Regions from separate parts of the Macaca mulatta genome. Here region 1 is linked to region 2. A link is a contact called in public Hi-C data. All regions are on one chromosome and are shown on one strand. Each heading gives the region's core, a stretch centred on a gene start, on an enhancer-like site or on the middle of the called end of the contact. The rest is flanking DNA. Distances are from core to core; before and after follow the strand shown. Region 1 holds the start of SAMD8 (sterile alpha motif domain containing 8). Region 2 holds the start of COMTD1 (catechol-O-methyltransferase domain containing 1).

Region 1 (7,216 bases), core at 2,724-5,223, 130 kb before region 2:
ATGGCGTAAACCCGGGAGGCGGAGCTTGCAGTGAGCTGAGATCTGGCCACTGCACTCCAGCCTGGGCAACAGAGCGAGACTCCGTCTCAAAAAAATAAATAAATAAATAAATAAATAAATAAATAAATAAATAAATAAATTTATTTTTGCCGGGCGAGGTGGCTCAAGCCTGTAATCCCAGCACTTTGGGAGGCCGAGACGGGCGGATCACGAGGTCAGGAGATCGAGACCATCCTGGCTAACACAGTGAAACCCCGTCTCTACTAAAAATACAAAAACTTAGCCGGGCGAGGTGGCAGGCGCCTGTAGTCCCAGCTACTCGGGAGGCTGAGGCAGGAGAATGGCGTGAACCCGGGAGGCGGAGCTTGCAGTGAGCTGAGATCCGGCCACTGCACTCCAGCCTGGGTGACAGAGCGAGACTCCGTCTCAAAAAAAAAAAAAAAAAAAAAAAATTTATTTTTTATTTTTATTTATTTTTTATTTTTATTTTTATTTTTTTTTTGAGACGGAGTCTCACTCTGTCGCCCAGGCTGGAGTGCAGTGGCGCGATCTCAACTCACTGCAAGCTCCGCCTCCCGGGTTCACGCCATTCTCCTGCCTCAGCCTCCCGAATAGCTGCGACTACAGGCACCTGCCACCAGGCCTGGCTAATTTTTTTGTATATTTTAGTAGACACAGGGTTTCACCGCGTTAGCCAGGATGGTCTCGATCTCCTGATCTCGTGATCCGCCCGTCTTGGCCTCCCAAAGTGCTGGGATTACAGGCTTGAGCCACTGCGCCCAGCCTTTTTTTTTTTTTTTTTTTTTTTGTAGAGACAAGGTCTCACTATGTTGCCCAGGCTGGTCTTGAACACCTGAACTTAAGTGATTCTCCCACCTTGGCCTCCCAAAGTGCTGGGATTACAGGTGTGAGCCACCTCTCCTGGCCTCCTAACCTTTTTAACATAGCTTGTTAAGACCCTTCAAGAGCTGGCCCCTGTTGCCTCATCTTAGACTGTCCCTCCCCCACCTTCAGCTCGAGGAAAAATGGAGGAACTTGCAGTTCCTTGAGGCTGCCATGTTTTCTGACCTCCAGCCTTAACCACATGCTATTCCAAATACCTGCAAATTGTTTCCCCTGGTCTCAGTCTGACTAACTTCTACTACTCATCCACCAGGTTTCGGCTGAGACATGGCTTCCTCCACAGGCTTTCTTGACCGCTCAAAGTATTGCTTGAATCACAGAGCAGCTCATCTTTTTTGCATATGACCCATGAATACTTTTGTAGAGGGAAGTCCCCCCATCTTACTGATCCTCTAGGCTCAGCACCCCCGCTGTGTGCTCCCAGAGCCCTCCACACTGGCCCACTCTTATGCGTAGCTCTGACTATACTATTCACAATTTGGCTGTCTTTCCACCAGTTCCAAGAGGGCAAGGACCCTGCTTCTTAAAGTCTGTATTCCCAGTATTTATTTAGCTCAGTGCCAGGCACATAGTGGATACTCAGTAAATAGCTGGTGAATGAATGGACAAAGAACAAAAGAATGTCAAAGTGCTTTGGATACTAAAAAGTCATGTGAGCTGTAATCTTGTCATTCTTGTCACATAGATGAGGAAACTGAAGTCCAGAGAGGGACACTGGCTTGCTCAGGGTCACATAGTGAGGGACACAGCTGTCTTCTAGGATGGCCACAAAGCCAGGACACCAGCCTCCCTGGACTCCTATGCTGTATCCTGAGTATTTGAGATACATTTCTTTCTAGTTAAAAGTACTTTGAGGGGCGGGTGCGGTGGCTCATGCCTGTAATCCCAGCACTTTGGGAGGCCGAGGCAGACAGATCACTTGAGGTCAGGAGTTCAAGACCAGCCTCGCTAACATGGTGAAACCCTGTCTCTGCTAAAATACAAAAATTAGCTGGGTGTGATGGCAGATGCCTGTAGTCCCAGCTACTTGGGAGGCTGAGGCACGAGAATTGCTTGAAGCCGGGAGGCAGAGGTTGAACCCAGGAGATGGAGGGGCCAAGATCGTGCCACTGCACTCCAGCCTGGGTAGCACTGAGACTCTGTCTCAGAAAAAAAAAAGGAATAAAAGAAGTACTTTGGGGCAGACATCTAGGTACCAAATGGTGCTTTCCCAAAGCTGAGTGTTGCAGAGAAAGAGCTATTCTGCTGTTTGGGAGAAATGGCTTTCAGCCTTAGGGTTGCTCCTAACTCATGGCATGGCCTTGTATTCCAGGCCTCAGTTTCCCCATCTGGGAAGGAATAGGGTTTGATAAAATGCTGGAGCACTAAGCAAAGAACTTTTTTTCAGGGTGGGAGGGCAGATGGATTTCACCCTTTTGCCCAGGCTAGAGTGAAGTGGCATGATATCGGCTCACTGCAACCTCCCCCTGCCCCGTGTTCAAGCAATTCTCCTGCCTCAGTCTCCCGAGTAGTTGAGATTATAGGTGTGTGCCACCATGCCCGGCTAATATTTGTATTTTTAGTAGAGATGAGGTTTCACCGTGTTGGCCAGGCTGGTCTTGAACTCCTGACCTCAGATGATCCACCCACCTTGGCCTCCCAAAGTGCTAGGATTACAAGCATAAGCCACTGTGTCCGGCCTAAGCAGAGGATTTTTAAAAACCAGGGATGGGAGGGCACTGATGACTGAGAAGAAATGAGGCATCCTCCCCAGGAATGAGCAAGATGGGATACGGGCTTGGACCCCAAGTCCTACCCCCAGGCGTGTTGAGGGCACGGTGGATGAAGTCAGCCGCGGAGGAGAAGTAGGCACTGATGTCAAAATCAGGGAGGTCGTGGGCTGGCACCCCCAGGTAGCTCACACTGCTGCCGTAGAAGTCAGGGCCGCCCTGACAGTAGAGGCCCCCGTGGGCGGCGTTCAGCACGTGGGTGATGCCCAGCTTCCACAGCTCAAAGCGGTTGTTTGCTGTGGCCCTGGGGAGGGCAGAAAGGGCACTGGATAACAGCCAAGCCATGGGACCAGGAGGGAGGCTTTGCCTGGCCCCCTGCTGCAGAGGGACCGAGCCATCAGGGTCCAAAGAGAATCCAACCCCAGCAAGCTCCAAGTGGGGTCTGACTCCACAGCCCCATACCCAGAGCCCCACACTTTCTGGTGGCAGAACTGGTGGTATGCGTGTGTTGGGGGATCTTTAGACCCTCTCTGCTTCCTCAAGGCCTCTGCTCCTGCCTTGGCCAGGACAGGAAGGAAGGGATTGCTTCAGCCCTAGAACCTGGCTGCCCCTCCCTTCTTGCCTCATGTCCTCCCACGCACATCCGTCCTCTACCGGCTACCACCTAATACCTGCTTCTAGCCTACAAATGTTGAGAGGCAACACCTTCTCTGATTCACCTTCAGTCAGGCTTCTCCACCATCTGTATCCAGAGGAGGGAGGCTGGGTCCAGAAATAGGGGGCTCTCTGTCTACCTCATCTCATGCTGCAAATACTATTTCCCAGGCCTGTACCTCTACACTTGCCAGTTGTCCTGGAAATGTTTCCCAGGACTCCTGGGAGACTCCCTGCTTTCAGGCAGGCGAAGTCCCTGCTCCCCCTCGTGGCCATACCTGGTCACTGCACTGTCCTTGGCAGCCTGGGGTCCTGGAGAAGGTCCCTGGCCTGGGATGGTCAGAGCAGAGCTATTTCTCCTTGTTTCTACCCTCCTGTGTCTGGTAAAGCCACCAAGAACTGCCTCTCCTTGTCCCCACCCCCATGACCCTTGGCCAGCTATCACTCACGCATCTCCTATGAAAAGGTTGGGCCAAACTTCATCCACGCGGCTGCAAGAAGACTTCCCCGCCCTCAGGAGCTCCTCCAGCTCCAGGATGCTGGGGCAAGGCGTGGCTTTGTCCTCTCCCACCAGCTCTGGGAGCAAGGTCTCAGCCATGGGCCAGCCCGCCCACCCCTCTGCCTCTGCGGTCACTCCTCTCTGCCTCTCCAGTGTCATTTCTCCTTCCCAGAGATTGACAGGGACAGGTGGGACAGGAGCAAGTGACTCAGCAAGTCAAAGGGGCCTCTGGAGCAGACAAGACCTTTTCCTCCCTAAGCCTCCCCCCACCCCCAAACTCCGTGAGAACATGGAATCAGAGAGACCTCTGCAAGTCAGCTACCTCCCTGAACCTCAGTTTCTTCATCTGTAAAGTAAGGATAATCACACCTACCTCAGAGAATTTGAGGATTAAATGAAACAAAAGACGTGCTGGGTCTGATACATAGTAGGTACTTAGAAACGTCTGTGGAATTAGTAGATGTAGAGCCCTGCCTAAGGCTATTAGGTTATGAGGACTGAGTTAAAGTAGAGATCCAGGGTGCAGAGGAGGTGGCTGGTTCCAAGGATGAATGATAGAACTGAAAGAAGTGTAGTCTAGGTGGGCCACAAATTGGGTAGGAGCTGGATTGGATGTCTGTTGGATGAGTCTCTGAATTATGGAGGTCAGGGACAGTTTTCTGAGTTGTAGAGTCAGAGAAATACGGATAAGAGACATGGAGAGCTTCATTTTTAAAGCGTGCCCACAAGATTCATGGGGGAAGGGGGAAAGTGTTTGTTTTTTGTATGTTTGTTTTTTTAGACAGGGTCTCACTCTGTCACCCAGGCTGGAGTACAGTGACATCTTGGCTCACTGCCACCACCACCTCCCGGGTTCAAGTGATTCTCCTGCTTTAGCCTCCTGAGTAGCTGGGATTACAGGCGTGTACCACCATGCCACACTAATTTTTGTGTTTTTAGTAGAGACGGGGTTTGTCAGCCGTGTTGGTCTGACTGGTCTTGAACTCCTACCTCAAGTGATCAGCCTGCCTCGGCCTCCCAAAGTACTGGGATTACAGGTGTGAGCCACCATGCCGGGCCAGTGGGGGAAGGTTTGAACAATGGTCCTGTAATGAACGTAGCTGACTTCTCAGAAGAGAAGGCTGAAGAGGGCCTTGTATGTCAAACGGGGAGAAGGGAGGTGAGTGTTGCCCTAGACTTTGAGAGCCAAAGGGGCCAACTGTCATCAGAAACATTTTGAGGGTGGGAGGGAGATTCCCCTGTCTATAAGGGCTTTGGGTCCCAAAATAGAAACTGAGAAAGGTCAACCTGTCCTTCTGCCAGAGCTGGCTATCAGCAAGAGATGAGATGTCTCGCCCTCTGTCATGTGACTTCTCAGCAGCCCTGATGGAGCTGGGAAGGGTATGGGCTGCAGTGGGGAGGTTCCCAGCTGTCCTTGGCCTTAAGACCAGTTTGAAGGGAAAGGCCACACCAGGGCATCCCATGGAAGCAGTCTACATTCATGTCCATCCCATTCAGAACCACTGAAGTCAGCCCGGCACTGTGTGGGGAGGCAAGGCCAAGGAGGGGTTCGTGTCCAGGTTACAGTTGGGTCTGGACTTGGTTTATGCCTATGCTAGACCTGGCTTGGGAGGAGACCTTCCCTCAGGGTGGCGCAGCATGGTGGAGGAAAATATAGGATCAGATGTTAGAGAGATTTGGGTTGGAATATCAGTTTGCAATATGTCAGGCAATGTGTTTCTTTACCTTTCTGTGCTATACGATCCCCCTTGCAGAGTTAGCACAAGGATTTTTATTTTTATTTTTTTTGAAATGGAGTTTCACACTTGTCGCCCAGGCTGGAGTGCAACGGCGTGATCTCGGCTCATTGCAACCTCCACCTCCCGGGTTCAAGCGATTCTCCTGCCTCAGCCTCCCGAGTAGCTGGGACTACAGGTATGCGCCACCACGCCCGGCTAATTTTTGTATTTTTAGTAGAGATGAAGTTTCACCATGCTGGCCAGGCTGGTCTCGAACTTCTGACTTCAGGTGATCCACCCGCCTCAGCCTCCCAAAGTGCTGGGATTACAGGCGTGAGCTTCTGCGCCTGGCCTTAGCACAAGGATTAAATGAGATGTTTATATGGCATTTGGCATAGACGCTGTCAAAGAGGAAGTGGGCAATAAATTATAACAATTATCGTTGGTGGCTGGCTATTGGAGAAGAGGGGGCTCTCTCCAGAGGAATTAGGATTACCTCCTTCTAGGCCCTAACCCCTTTTACTGATTCCACAGGCCCCGCCCCCGCTCCGCTAGCCCCGCTTCCTACTCTCGCTTTGGCCCTCGGCATGACGCATGCGCCCTCTGGCTCCCCCGCGGCAGCTTCTCGGTTCTCCAGTCGGGCCCATCTGGAGCCTCGCGTCTTTTCCAGTGTGGGCCCCGCCCCCTGCCGGTAGAACCCCGTTCCCGGCCGGTAGGGCCTCGCCTCCCGAAGCAGTTCCGGTTCGGCTGTGAGCAGCTGCCGGCGCGGCGGTGACGGCGGCCGGGACGATGCCTGCGCGCAGCCGCCACCGCCCCCGCCTCCACTCCGGCTCCCCGCCCCGGGCTCCGCCCCCGCCGCTTGAGGCGCTGCACTCCGGCGAGGCGGGCAGGGCCCCGGACTCCGACGGCGGCTCGGACGCCGACTCGGAGGTGGGTCCGGGGAGCCCGACTCGGACCGCGGAGGTGAGCGGGAGCTGAGGCTGAGGAGAGGGTAGCTTGGGGGGCGCCTGCTGCCAAGGGTGAGTAGGGAGTCTGGGATGGAGCCGGGGGTTGCCGAGGGACCGCGACCCGGAGGGGCCCCGGGGAGACGGTTGAGGGAGCCGGGAGAGTCAGCTCTGGAATGGAATCTGAAGGAAATGGAGGTTGTCGAACCGAGGGCCTGAGGCTGAGGGGTAAGTGGAGGCCGAGGAACGAGAGGGAGGGGGCGGGAGGGGGAGGCTTGAAGAGCCCAGAGCTTGGGGGCTTTTGAAAGCTGCGCAGTGGGGGAAGAAGATCGAAGGGGTCCTGCGGGAATGTGGACCCGGAGGAAGAGATGCTCTGGGTTTGGCAGCGGGGGTGAAGAGTCAGAGGAGCAAGACCTGGGCCGGTGTTCCCTTCCCAGGACGAGGGAGGGCGATCGGGGCAGGGACTGGAGCCTCTTACCCGGGTGGGGCTGGTGGTAATGGAGGGCAGGATTTAGGTTTGATTAGAAGGAGGAGGGCTATTGGATGGGAAATTGTCTGGCCTCTAGGGGTGAGGGAGGCATTGAAAAAGAGAAGTGTGGTCAAGAAAGAAAAGGAGCCCTTGGGGATCTAATTTTGGGTTTTGGCATTTTTACAGGTGCCTTTTAAAACATCAAAGATCACTAGGGCAATGTACTTGGATTGTGGGACTTTCTCGTTCGTGCACAGTGGATCCTTTTAAGAATCTTGGGTGGAAGGGGCGGTGTGAATCACTGATTTGCCTAAAGGACT
Region 2 (6,357 bases), core at 366-2,865:
GGAGGTCCCCGGGCGGGAGGTGACCAGAGCCGGAGACAGAGAACCAAAGCGGAGGAAAGCCTGGGTACCTACTGGGGCCGGAGCCCCGCAGGGGGTGGAGCCTATGTGACTGGACTGGGTGGGGCTTTGGGGTATAAGAGGAGTCAAGGAAAAAGATGGGGACCCGCCCCGAGAGGGTGCTTTCTCCTCCCCCGCAGTGGATCCCTTACTCTGAGGACGGCGAGGATGCCTCCGGGTCGCAGCAGCTGCAGGCAGCGCTCGTAGTAGGCAGCGCAGTTCTCCTTGTCCGCATCCACCACGGCCACGTCGAAGGTGCCGGCCTCGCCCGCCGCCAGCAGTTCGTCTTGCAGCGGGAGGGAGGGCAGGTGCGGCTGAGTCCGCGGCCCCGGCGTCCCTAAGGCCCCTCCCAGGCCGGCCCGGGCGCTGTGATAGCCGGCCGTGCCCTTAACCCGCAGGCCTAGTCACAGCTCGGCCACACAGCGACCTCGTTTGCAATGGCCACAAAACCCTTCCCGCTTCGGTGCTCACCCAGGGTCTGCAGGGCGGGCTTCAGCCGGAGGTCGATCTTGTGCTCCGCCTCGGCCTACGGAGGAAGCGGGTCAGCCGTTGCGCCCTCGCCTGGGGCTGCGGGGCTACGCGCGGGCGCTCACCTGCCTCCACAGGGGCCGTCCCAGCTCCGGGGGCTGCGCTTCCACCTCGCAGGTCACCACGCGCCCGTCTGCGGGCAGCGCCAGGGCCAGGGCCAGGGCAGAGTAGCCCGTGAAGGTGCCTGGGACCAGAACACAGACGGGCTCAGAGCAGAGTGGGGGTTGGCCCAGAAACCTCGGCCCTCCGGGATCCCGGCTGCGTGCCCCTACCCAGATCCAGCGCCTTCTTGGCCTGGATGAGCCGCGCCAGGTTGGCCAAGAGCTGGGCCTGCTCGCAGGTCATCATGGAATCCCCCTGCGGCTGCTCCAGGGTCAGCTGCGTGAAAGAAGGTGTCACCAGCCATGCCGGTTACCCACCTTCGCCCTGGGGTCCCAAACTCCCAGGAGCGCGGTTCTGGGCGTGGCCTGGGGGACAGACCCTCCGGGAACGCCCACCGCACCCGGCCCGGGGAAGCCGGAAGCCCAGAGAGGGCCACGGCCCAGCCCAAGGTCACACAGCCACGTGGGACCCGCAGGGCCCGAGAGGGACGCCCGTTCCCGTCCCGCGCCCTGCTGACCAGCCTCAGGCTTCGCAGCGCCGGGTGCTCCCGCATGGAGCGGCTCAGAAGATACTGCCACAGCGGGCTGTCCTCGGGGGGAAGCAGGCACTGCTCTCGCCGGCCTCGCCATGGGGGGCACCGCCTTCCTGCCAGGGAGAAGATATTGGATCAGGGTACAGGGCTCTGCGGCCACAGGGTAGTTAACCTGAGCCACGCCGCGCCCTCCTTTGCGCCCGCCCTCCGGGACAGGGTCCTGCTCACCCAGGAAGAGGCCAGTGGCGAAGGCCGCGCCCAGCGCGGCTGAGCCCAGGGCCAGCGCGGCGGGCACGGAGAGCCGGGGCACCGGCTGGGTCATGGCGCGGGCAGGAGGCGGCGGGAGGCAATGGCAGGTCACGTGCGCTGGAGCTCCTGGGACACGTCTCGGATTCGCGGGCCCGCCGGGCTCCACCTTGTCTGGGCACTGCCCGCGGAGCAGTGGTCTCGGGCATCATCTGGCGGCCACACAGCCTTACTGCAAGCCCTGCCCGATAGAGCCGGGCGCGATCTGGTGGCCGCGCCGGGAACTGCGCCCCTGCGGGCAGCAGGCAAGCGCTGGATCTGAATTTTCCCGCCTTTGCCCGCAGTCCAGGGGCCTGCGTCCATTGCTCCTCCTGCCAATGCTTTTTCTCCTCGCCACTATTTATTCTGAGGCCCCTTGGGGCATATGTGGATTGTGTATGGAGGGCGCCAGTGTAAATTACAAGATAGTCACAAGTACAAAAGATACAGATTAAAGGGGGAAGGTCTCCCGAAGGCCTCCCGGGCAAGATGCCCCAAAGCATCAGGCTGAAGGAGTGAAGGACCTGGTTTGAGGGCACGCAGCCTCGAGTTGGGGTTCAGGAGCCCTGGGGTGGGCCTGTGGAACTGGGACCATATTCTTAGCTGTTAAAATCCTGCCTTTGGGGGCCAGATAGATATGAGCGTCTGATCTTGGGCCTGCCAGTCTCTCTGAGCCTCAGTTTCCTTCTTGTAAAATGAGGCCCACAATCTTACCATAAAAGGCACCAGATCCCACAGCTTCGCACACAGTAGCACAATAGGTAAGTGGCAGCCGCTGTTATGTTTGTAGGTTGGAAGACATCTTGAGGAGAAAGCCAGTGAAGCTCCCTTGCAAGGTTGTTCTGCTGAAACAGTCCGGAGAGCACTGATTGAACCCCTACCATGCGCCAAACTCCGGAGGAGGTGAAAGACAGTCTTTTTTTTTTTGTCCGGGTCTCGCTCTGTCACCCAGGCTGGAGTGCAGTGGCACAATCAAGTCTCACTGCAACCTCCACCTCCCAATTCAAGCGATTCTCCTGCCTCAGCCTCTGGAGTAGCTGGGACTACAGGCACGCACCCCCACACGCTGCCAATTTTTGTATTTTTTTGTAGAGACGGGTTTTGCTATGTTAGCCAGGCTGGTCTCGAACTCCTGGCCTCAAGTGATCTGTTTGCCTCGGCCTTCCAAAGTGCTGGGATTACAGGCCTGAGCCATGGTGCCTGGCCTTGTTCTTTTTCTTTTTTTGGCAAGGTCTCTGGCATGGCTGAAGTGCAGTGGCAAGATTACCGCTTACTGCAGCATGGAGCTCCTGGGCTCAGCAATCATCTTGCCTCACCCTCCCAAGTAGCTGGGACCACAGGCAGTCACCACTGTGCCTGGCTAAATTAAAAAAAAATTTTTTTTTAATTGCTAGGATTACAGGTGTGAGCCACCGCACCCGGCCAAGAGTCCATTTTAACAACGCTGACTAGTCATTGAAATCCACTGGGGGGTATCCCAGGCAGGGGCTAAGCCTGAGCAAGGCCCAGAGGTCGGCTTGTTGAGGGGTTAATGGGAGAGTGGCTTGGCTGAGGACAAAGTCCAGAAACTTGGAGTCATCTGAGCTGCAGGAACCTTGGGCCTAGTGGAGGCAAGGAAGGAGGCGGCGAAGCTCTGGGGGGAGGCTCCGGGCTGGAGGGCACGGCCTCTAATCAGAGACGGGGTGGGGCTGGTTCTTAGACCAATCAGCCGGCAGCCCCAGGAGCACACGGCTGTGTGGGGGCAGAGCCTGCCGTCTCCGTGCCCAGATGCCCTTTTAGCCCTCCTGGGACTTGCCACCGGGCCAGCAGCCCTGCTCGAGGACAAGCTTCTTGCCCTTTACTCTTTTACCCTCTACATCTTGCTTGGCCTCTAACTTGACTGTGAGCCTCTTTCTGTAGGGTAAGGACTGAGGATGCTGGTCTCTCCTTCCCAGGACTGAGCACATGGCAGGCGCTAAATAAATGCTCTTGAATAGAGTCCTGGCGCTGCCCGGCGCTCCTTGCTGCCAGGAGTAAAAATAGTAACAGCAGGACCCCTTTATTGAGGACCTGCGGGGCACCAGACACAATACTTCCAGGATCCGGGGACGGCTGTGATCTTGTTCCCATTTTCCAAGCAGGAAAGCTCAGAGACCACCGCCCAACCCCCAGCCAATAGAGGAAATGCGCCTACCGCTCCCCTGTACCCTGGGACCCAGGGGGAACAGGCCTTCCTGGCTCCACTGCTGGGACGAGAGCCCTGCGCTCAGGTGGGGCCGGGGAAGGCCCTCTCCCTTCAGCCCAGGGGTCCAGGTTGCAGCAGGCCCCCAGCTCACACTGTAACTCCCTCCCACAGCCTGGCTTTAGGCCGGAGCCGTGGAGGTTGAGGGGGAGCGGGTGGGGAGGGGAGGCATGTCACCATATATCCCCGTCAGATTAAAAAACTAATTTGAAAAGATTAATGTATTCCATTCTTGTTACACTGGCTGTGATACCTCTGGGCCTGCCGCCGCTCTGCTTCCTGATTATTGAATTTTTATGGCCTGGTAATTAATTGCAGATTCCCTGTTTTGTTCTATTTCTTTTTCTCTGACATTTTAATTTCAACAAAAAGCAGTGGTCTCCATGCAGGTTCTCTCTGGAGATCCTAATGGTCTATAAAACAGAATGACTTATAGACGTGGCACCCACTTCAGTTGGCGAGCGATTGTTTGAAACCTTGCTGATCATGCAAAATTTAATTTTTCCACCTCCCTCCCCTTTTTGCTACTCATTTCTTGTCTCTTGCATTGCGGCACCAGCATCTCAGCTCACCATGAAGTGAGCAGTGTTGCCTCCGAATCTGTTCTAGGGCTTTTTCCTAGAAGCCTGGGGGATGAAGACAGAGTGGGTTTTGATTCTTCTCCTGGCAGTGGGCCTGGTAGTGGGTGGGGTGGGGGGCTGAGCCTCCCTAAAAGGCCATGTGGATGTGGGCAGCAGCCCCCAGGGGAGGGAATGGGCAGGGGAGGTCATTTTCACCTGTCTCAGGTGCCTTCTGGCCAAATGCCATTGCCCCATTAAGCACCAAGGAACCTGAAGCCTCATCAGGGCAGAGAAAATGGGCATCAGCACCTGCACTTAGGCCCCCACCAGGCACAGAGGGAGCCAGTTCAGGCTGAGTGGACTGACGCAGACAGATGCAGATAGCCTGACAGTCTTAGCTGAACGGGGTCACTGGGAACAGCTGTCCACACAAACAGGTCTGGAAGAGACCCTTGAGTTTCCATCCTAGTGGCCCCACTCCTATTTCTCATAGCCCTGCTAGCATCACACAGGCTGGCTGCTGTCGCCTGGGATCTCCTGAGACTGAGCAGGGCAGGAGGCAGAAGGGTAAGGTCATAGAATCAATCCTAAGGGATTGGAGTTCAGATGTCTTTTGGGTCCAGGGAGGTGAAGTAAGTAGGGGGAGATAATAGGGGGTGGTGGGGACTGGAGCACTCCAGAGCTCACCCTTCACCAGGGGACATGGTGGCCACTTGGCTTTAGCCTTGGATGCCAAGTGGGAAGATGGGCCCAGTATGGCCAGAGCTTCCAATTCCCCAACAGAGTTTGGCAATATGGCTTTCAGTGTGAAACTTCACATTTTAAACATCGGGGTGTGTGTGTGTGGGGGTGTGTGTGTGTGTGTGTGTGTGTTTAAACACTGTTGGCCAAACTGAACACATCTTTTTTTTTTAATTTATTTTTTTGAGTCGTAGTCTTGTTCAGTCGCCCAGGCTGGAGTGCAGTGGCGCGATCTCGGCTCACTGCAACCTCTGCCTTGCCTGCCAGGTTCACACCATTATCCTGCCTCAGCCTCAGTCTGAGTAGTTGGGACTATAGCGCCTGCCACTATGCCCGGCTAATTTTTTGTATTTTTAGTAGAGATGGGGTTTCACCATGTTAGCCAGGATAGTCTCGATCTCCTGACCTCGTGATCTGCCCATCTCGGCCTCCCAAAGTGCTGGGGGATTATAGGCGTGAGCCACCACGCCCAGCCTGAACATGTCTTTGAGCTTCATGTCTGCTCTGGCTCATGAGGCACCAGTTTCCTCTGACTCTGAGCATGAATGAGAGAAGTTAGGGCATGAAGCGGAGTCCCCTAGAGTGAGAAGGGCCTCAGTGGCCAGCAGACCACCACCGATGTCTGGGTGAGGTCTGCTGGGCTCCCTGAGGAGAACACTACCTTTTACCTAAGATGTCACAGGAGGCAGGGCTTTGACTCCAGGGGCTTTAGGACGGTTCAGGCCGAATGCACTGACACAGATAGACACAGACAGATGGCGACTTGGGAGCTCCTGGGGCTCCTCACATGAGCTGGGAGCATGAGGGGGCCACAGTCTGGTCCCACCTCCTCTGTGCTGAGATACTGGGGAGCTGACCCTGGCAGTGCCTCTTGTGACTCATTTTCCTCATCTAGGGAGGCTGAATGGGAAAGCCACAGCGTGGGCTTTAGAACAGATGAACTTGGGTTCAAACATCTGCCCCACCACTCACTTTGCAGCTGAGTAAGCTCAGGATTTCTGAGAAACTCTAGAAAACTAGGGAATGGGCATGAACCTTCTGTCTTCGTTTTCCATTGCTGTACAACAAATTGCCACAAAGTAAGTAGCTTAAAACAAAACCCACTTGTTATCTCGCAGAGCGTAGGTCAGAAGTCTGACAAGGCTGGTTGGATTCTCTGCTCAGGGTCTCACCGGGTTCAAGACAAAATTCTCCCCTGGGGCTGTGGGGCCTCTTCCAAGCTCACCAATTGTTGGCAAAATTCAGTTCCTTGTCCTGAAACCCTTCCATCTTCAAGGCCAGCAGAGGCACCTGGCATCTTTCTGGTGCTCCCAATTGCTGTCTTCCTCTTT

The links. Hi-C and Micro-C count contacts between places; a contact is called where the count stands out from the background.
Region 1: a contact with region 2 is called in a Hi-C map of blood, with 5 times the contacts expected there. The contact joins the promoter of SAMD8 here to the promoter of COMTD1 in region 2. A contact is called at or near these places in 5 of 14 Hi-C or Micro-C datasets (CD4 T cells, blood, fetal cortex germinal zone and 2 more).

The regions. Positions count from the first base shown.
Region 1 is chr9:74,497,641-74,504,856 of T2T-MMU8v2.0, reverse strand. SAMD8 (sterile alpha motif domain containing 8) reads left to right here and starts at 3,973. Exons shown (of 6, transcript XM_077946531.1): 1 at 3,973-4,118. DUSP13A (dual specificity phosphatase 13A) reads right to left here and starts at 3,864. Exons shown (of 3, transcript NM_001418213.1): 1 at 3,716-3,864; 2 at 2,699-2,916. The coding sequence starts at 3,864. It overlaps LOC144331132 (a long non-coding RNA gene), which reads right to left and starts at 6,278. Exons shown (of 2, transcript XR_013398069.1): 1 at 6,052-6,278; 2 at 5,522-5,835.
Region 2 is chr9:74,366,547-74,372,903 of T2T-MMU8v2.0, reverse strand. It overlaps COMTD1 (catechol-O-methyltransferase domain containing 1), which reads right to left and starts at 1,615. Exons shown (of 7, transcript NM_001261688.1): 1 at 1,448-1,615; 2 at 1,205-1,332; 3 at 858-963; 4 at 651-769; 5 at 529-583; 6 at 210-343. The coding sequence starts at 1,541.